Regions from separate parts of the Ovis aries genome. Here region 1 is linked to region 2. Evidence: chromatin contacts called from public Hi-C data. All regions are on one chromosome and are shown on one strand. Each heading gives the region's core, a stretch centred on a gene start, on an enhancer-like site or on the middle of the called end of the contact. The rest is flanking DNA. Distances are from core to core; before and after follow the strand shown. Region 1 holds the start of SSR3 (signal sequence receptor subunit 3). Region 2 overlaps TIPARP (TCDD inducible poly(ADP-ribose) polymerase).

Region 1 (3,637 bases), core at 207-2,706, 130 kb before region 2:
CTTACTAGGGTCATCACACTGTACAGAACAGCAGACTGAATAAGATCCATATGCCATATTCGCCAATATAACCCTGAATTAAGATAAAAGGGGGTGGGGAATACAAAAAGAAACAAAACATTACCACCCAGTTACAAAAACCTGCTGAGTTATTAACGATTATAGCTAAACCTGGTAAAATACAGCCCGGATTAGGGAATCCAATACAGTGTAAGAAGAACTTCCTAAGTGCGATATCCAGGAAAAAGTTAAGTCTCAAGTGTTTCTAGTTCAGAATACTTGAAAACCGTAATCTTCCTATAACTAGTCCATGATGAGATTTCTGATGATTATAGAATGAGAACTCTAGCTCAACAAAATCACGATTCAGACTTCAAATTTCATTCTTCAGGGTACTATCACACTAACTACAAGTCATTCCGAGACTCCACGTGTAGTCCCAAACCAGAGTTCACACGCTGACGTGGCTGTTCTCTGAAATCAAGGCAATGCACAGTGCGGTCAGTGAACCATGTTAACTGCACGCTAGGTTTTATAAAGTCAGGAGAGAAAATATATCTGGATTTGCCCAACAACAGTGCAAAAATGTAGGGGAGAGGAAATTGACATTTGGAATCCCTAAACTCTAAAAACAACCTTGGCCAAGGTTGTAAAGTTTTTCCATTCAAGTAAGAATTCTAGAATTGCTCTAACAGAATTATTAAAAAGTTTAAACACAGTAGAGCTTGGGGCCTTGGCACTGGTTCAGCTTCTTTCGGAAAATAATGTTCTGTGTGAACCGGTTCTAAAGCTACATTTACAATTCGGTGCGATTGTTTATGTCTCTAACCTAATTCATGAGTTTCTCCAAAGCAAGTAAAAAGTTTAAGATCCCATTACAGCAAACGATAGTTATACCGGGCGAGGGGGCTGGGGGAGAACAGGCGATATGCCTGTTAGCATCACAAGATCTTAACCCGGGTGTTGGTTGAAATACAGATTTGAGGCCGCCATCCCAGAACCAGTAACTCACAATCCGCAGACCTGAGGCCCGGGAACGAGCTAGCCTACTTTTCCAACGTGCTATAATGACTTTCCTGGGATGCCACCCACCACGACCCCGGACAGATCACGGAGGCCCACAGAGGCTGCGTGCAGCCCCCGAGTCCAGGGGGAGCTGGGGGACAGCACAGGCTCCGGCGCACGCCTCGCCCTCTGCACGGCCTTGCCACGTCCCCGCCCAGCCCAGCCCAGCCCAGCCCAGCCCGTCTCGCTCCAAGCGCTCACATATGGGGATGGCGGACACGATGAAGGCGTTCCCGAAGAAAAGCGCCGAGGACTTGGCCGAGAGGTTGCGGCTGAAATCCTGCAGGAGCAGGTCCTCCTCGGACTGCTGCTTGGGCCCGCCTTTGGGAGCCATGGTGGAATCGGAGCCGCGGGACGGGCACGGAACCGGGCGCAAAGCGGGGAAAAAGCCGCGGTCACCGCCTCTACAGCCACCGTATCCGCTAACGACCAGTCAGCGCAGCGCGAGGAGGCGGGACCCGGCCTGGGCTTGGAACAAACATCCGCAGGATTGGCCAGTCTGGCGCCACTTTGGAGGTTTCTCCGGCGTGATTAGACAAGCGGGCCAGACTTCCGGATTCCTAGCCGACCACGTGATTCGTCACTTTCTAGGAGGAAGCCGGGACTTGTAGTTTAGTGGGCGCTATTAACAAAACTTTATTAACATTCTATTTCAAAGATGCTGATAGACTCATGCTTTCCAAGCCCTGGAAATCCCAAAACATGAAGCTCTTCGTCTTATGGTCATTCATTCATGGAACGTATGGTTTAACTGGCTCTGTGGGTACCCAGAAGCAGAAGCTATTAAGAGATAACAAGAATACACAGAACTATACAAAAGAGCTCTTAATGACCCAGATAACCATGATGGTGTGATCACTCACCTAGAGCCAGACATGCTGGAGTGTGAAGTCAAGTGGGCCTTTGGAAGCATCACTACCAACAAAGCTAGTGGAGGTGATGGAAGTCCAGCTGAGCTATTTCAAAGCCTAAAAGATGATGCTGTTAAATAAAGTGCCACACTGGAAATGCCAGGAAATTTGGAAAACTCTGCTGTGGCCACATAATTGGAAAAGGTCAGTTTTCATTCCAATCCCAAAGAAAAGACAATGCCAAAGAATGTTCAAACTACTGTACCATTGCGCTTATTTCACATGCCAGCAAAGTAATGCTCAGAATTCTCCAAACTAGATTTAAACAGTACCTGAATGGAGAACTCCCAGATTTTTCAAGTGGGATTTAGAAAAGGCAGAGGAACCAGAGACCAAATTGCCAACATCCGTTGGCTCATAGAAAAAGCAAGAAAATTTCAGAAAAACATCAACTACTTCGTTGACTCTACTAAAGCCTTTGATTGTGTTCACTTCAGTTCCGTCATTTATCATGTCCGACTCTTTGTGACCCCATGGACTGCAGTACACCAGGCTTCCCTGTCCATCACCAACTCCTGGAGCTTACTCAACTCATGTCCATTGAGTCGGTGATGCCATCCAACCATCTCATCCTCTGTTATCCGCTTCTCCTCCCGCCTTCAATCTTTCCCAGCATCAGGGTCTTTTCCAATGAGTCTGCTCTTCTATTCAGGCGGCCAAAGTATTGGAGTTTCAGCTTCAGCATCAGCCCTTCCAATGAATATTCAGGACTGATTTCCTTCAGAATGGAATGGTTGGATCTCCTTGTTGTCCAAGGGACTCTCAAGAGTCTTCTCCAACACCACAGTTCAAAAGCATCAATTCTTCAGCACTCAGCTTTCTTTATAGTCCAAGTCTCACATCCATACATGACTACTGGAAAAACCAAAGCTTTGACTAGATGGACCTTTGTTGGAAATGTAATGTCTCTGCTTTTTAATATGCTGTTTATGTTGGTCTTAGCTTTTCTTCCAAGGAGCAAGGGTCTTTTAATTTCATGGCTGTGGTCACTATCTGCCGTGATTTTGGAGCACAAAAAAATAAAATCAGCCACTGTTTCCATTGTTTCCCCATCCATTTGCCATGAAGTGATGGGACCAGATGGCATGATCTTAGTTTTTTGAATGTTGAGTTTTAAGCAGACTTTTCCACCCTCCTCTTTCACTTTCATCTAGAGGCTCTTTAGATCTTCGCTATCTGCCATAAGGGTGGTGTCATCTGCATATGTGAGGTTATTGATATTTCTCCCTGCAATCTTGATTCCAGCTCATGCTTCATCCAGTCCAGCATTTCTCATGATGTACGCTGCCTATAAGTTAAATAAGCAGGATGACAACATACACCCTTAACGTTCTCCTTTCCCAATTTGGAAATGGTCTATTGTTCCATGTCCAGTTCTAACTGTTGCTTCTTAACCTGCATACAGATTTCTCAGGAGGAGGTCAGGTGGTCTGGGATACCCATCTCTTTAAGAATTTTCCACAGTTTATTGTGATCCACACAATCAAAGGCTTTGGCATAGTCAATAATGCAGAAGTAGATGTTTTTCTGGAACTCTGGCTTTTTTGATGATCCAATGGATGTTGGCAATTTGATCTCTGATTCCTCTGCCTTTTCTAAATCCAGCTTGAAAATCTGGAAGTTCACGGTTCATGTACAGTTGAAGCCTGGCTTGGAGAATT
Region 2 (3,359 bases), core at 100-2,599:
AAGTAGGACTTATCTTAGTCATTATTGCATAACTAGTACTTGCTATGTACACACCCAATAGAAGTGAATTGAATAGACTGAATGAATGGCCTGGTAAAATTGTGGGACTTCTCTGAAGGAATCATTTAATACAGATGAAAACCAGTTAGATTAAACTTTGATTGTGTGCTGCATGAATTAACCAACAGGTCTAAAATGAAGGGGATTAAAGATTACACCTGGCTGTCATGGATTCTATGAAGATAAGAACAGTCCAGTAAGCAACTAAGCCTGTGCACCACAACCATTGAACCTGTGCTCTAGAGTCTGGGAATCACAACTACTGAGCCCACGTGCTGCAGCTGTTGAAGCCTGCGTGCCCCAGAGCCTGTGCTTTGCAACAGGGGAAGTCACTGCAATAAGCCCACACACCTCAACTGGAGTAGCCCCTGCTTGCTACAACTAGAGAAAAGCCTGAGAGCAGCAACAAGACCCAGCATAGTCATAAATGAATAAAATTATTTTTTTAAAAAAGAACAGGTCAATAGATTATTAGGCACTTTACAAATAAAATTTGGATAAACACAATAGATTGTGATCTGGCATAAGCATTTTAGAATTCATTCTATTTTCTCTGTATCATTTTCCAGTAAGCCTTCACTTTTTCCCAGACAGAAGTATCTTGTTGCCTCATCAGAGGTGGAGAAAAGATGTGAGTTTCAAGATAAAAGGAGATTATAAATGAGAAATATTTTTAAAACTTGGAAATGGTCTGCAAAGTGAACATTCTATCACTTTTTGAAAATATGAATCTTAACTTTACATTTATCAAAACATGCTCTTACCTCTGAGCTTTACATTAATTCACCCTTCATTCCTGCTGATGAAATTCTCTACTTTTAGTCGCTGTGACATATTGTCTAGTAGCATTTTCCAATCTTCTCCCACCAACACTATATTTAAGATCCACTTGAGGTAAATAAATTTCAGCCAGAATCTTTTCTTACTCTAGGATCCAAGAGTAGAGAACTGCCTCTCAGGAAAATAGGAAATCTTCCTTCAGATAAATTCCAAGAGTGGCCCATTAGTAACAACATCAAGATAGGGTTTTCACCAATAGGTTTCATGTTTTAAAACATCAGTAATTCAGTTGCATAAAAATAGTATGACTTTTCTCTCACTTTGAATATATCACATACATGTACTTTGAGTTAGAGAATAAGCTGTCCTTATATACACAGCCAGAAAAAATTACAGCTTGGACTTAGCACTCAAAGATAAGGAATTGTCAACCTGCCATTTATGCAAATTGGCTGTGTTCTCAGAACGAAATTGCTGAGAGCCAAGCCCTCTGTTTTAAAATCTCAAGTCTTCATTGTGCTTTCTGAGTCATGCTAGTCACTGTTTCCTTCTTGGACTGGTAACCAGAAATGATTGTCTTTCCACCAGAAGGTTGTTGGGGAATTAACTATTACTAATAATTGTGAAATCAGAAAGCAAGAAAGAGATATTAATACTTTACAGCACACATTCTGTTAGTAAAAATGAAAACAGGAGATCTTCAGTCACCTGAAGTTTCAAGTAATCTCAGCTTTTACATGAATAAATTGTTCATTGGAAGTACTATACTGAACCGAGCAGTCATACTAAAGTAAATCCAGCAGAAAAGAATCATGGGAATTAGCAATAAAAGGAGTACATGTGTGCTTGCTTAGTCGTGTCTGACTCTTTGTGACCCCATGGGCTGTAGCCTGCCAGGCTCCTCTGTTCAGGGAATTTTCCAGGGAAGAATACTAGAGTGGGTTGCCATTGAAAAAAAATTGGAATATTTCAATCCTATAAGCATATTTAAAAACAGATGACTTAGGGCCACATACAGAAAGTATGCACATGCATCTGCCATATATATTGCATATATGTTTGTGTCTTGTAGTTTTGAAGAGCATTCAAATAGGCACTTCTTCACGTACATGTACTTCTAATATTTAATCTAGTGACTTGAATGTAGCACTCAGTGAATAAATGATTTTTTTAAGTGAAAAGTTAAGAAGTTTTTAAAGTTAAGTTCAGTGACAAGAAACCAGTTAAGTAAAACTTAGTTATTTGGAAAGTTAAACAGCTATTTGTTTCCACGTGGAAAACTGCTTATAATATAATGTTAGGTAAAATATGAATATACTATAATGTTATAATAAAAAACCTTTGAATAAAATAAGACAGAATAACTATAGCAGGGCTATACCAGGGCTTCCCTGGTAGCTCAGTGGTAAAGTATTTGCCTGCCAATGCAGGAGATGAGGGTTTGATCCTTGGGTTGGGACTATCCCCTGGAGAAGGAAATGGCAACCAATTCCAATACTCTTGCCTGGGAAATCCCATGGACAGAGGAGCCTGGCGGGCTGCAGTCCATGGAGTTGCAAAGAGTCAGATATGATTTAGTGGCTAAACAACAACAGCTATAGCAAAATGTTAAAATGGGACTTGGGAAGTTTCACCTATGGGTAGTCTTATGTCTCCTCTCTGCTTTCTTTTTCTTTAATAAACATGTATCATAAAATGTTATATAATATATGTACTATATAACATGTATATAATTTGGCATATCTGGAATTGGCAGGAAATGCTATAGGAATAGAAATATTGCTTTGTGACTGTTCTTATGTTTCTGACATTCTAGGTCATGCTGCTGTCTAACTGGTAGAGCCTGCAAGCAGGAAGACTTAGTTAGAAGATAACTTGTGGCAGTTTCTGCTTTAGCCAAGAATATGTTTAGCTACATGTAACAGAAAACAGTTTAACCAAATTGGGGGTTTATTTTTCAGATATAACAATGAGTCCAGGGTAGCCACTCTAGGACTACTGTAGCAGCTTTAAGATGCCATGAATGACCCAGCTCCTCATATAATTCTGCTCCAGGGTCCTTAGCTTGTAGATACCATCTTCTTCTTTTCCACATCATGTTCGCCTTCATTTTTGTCATGAGGTTCCAGTTCTGTCTTCATGTTAGTATTCTATCAGGAAGAAAAAAAAAGGAAGTAAAGAATTGGGGTATCTTTATATTAGGAAAAAAAAATCTTTCTTTTAGAAATCATCACTCTACATCTAGAACCATATCTCATGGCCACCTACACATGTACAGGATCTAGGGAATGCATTTTGAGGCTAGGCATATTGCTAGCCCTTCTCAAAAAAAAAAGTATCAGAATATTTCTATTAAAAAAGAGGTAACAAGCAATGTCTTTCCTTTCTTCTCATATAAGGAATACTCAACCCCTCCCTAAGAGAAAAAAGAAATCCCAAGGTTTCCGCAATGAGCTTAGAGTCCAAGATTCAGAAATCCCAATGATGTGGGATACTCTGCAGTAGCAATGTGTATCTTC

What was found. A called contact is a pair of places that touch in the nucleus more often than the background predicts.
Region 1: a contact with region 2 is called in a Hi-C map of muscle, with 3 times the contacts expected there. The contact joins the promoter of SSR3 here to the enhancer-like site in region 2. A contact is called at or near these places in 8 of 16 Hi-C or Micro-C datasets (hypothalamus, liver, mixed tissues and 4 more).

What each region holds. Positions count from the first base shown.
Region 1 is chr1:231,816,414-231,820,050 of ARS-UI_Ramb_v3.0, reverse strand. It overlaps SSR3 (signal sequence receptor subunit 3), which reads right to left and starts at 1,456. Exons shown (of 5, transcript XM_004003224.5): 1 at 1,267-1,456; 2 at 1-73. The coding sequence starts at 1,399.
Region 2 is chr1:231,690,486-231,693,844 of ARS-UI_Ramb_v3.0, reverse strand. All of the region lies in intron 1 of TIPARP (TCDD inducible poly(ADP-ribose) polymerase), which reads left to right. LOC114113873 (a long non-coding RNA gene) reads right to left here. Exons shown (of 2, transcript XR_003588606.3): 2 at 2,773-2,990. Among named protein-coding and RNA genes, the nearest start is that of TIPARP, 110 kb to the left of the region's middle. Within about 2 kb of position 1,349, at least 7 of the 54 cell types and tissues checked have an H3K27ac peak or open chromatin away from gene starts, as enhancers often do. A contact at or near this core is called in liver, where this site is marked.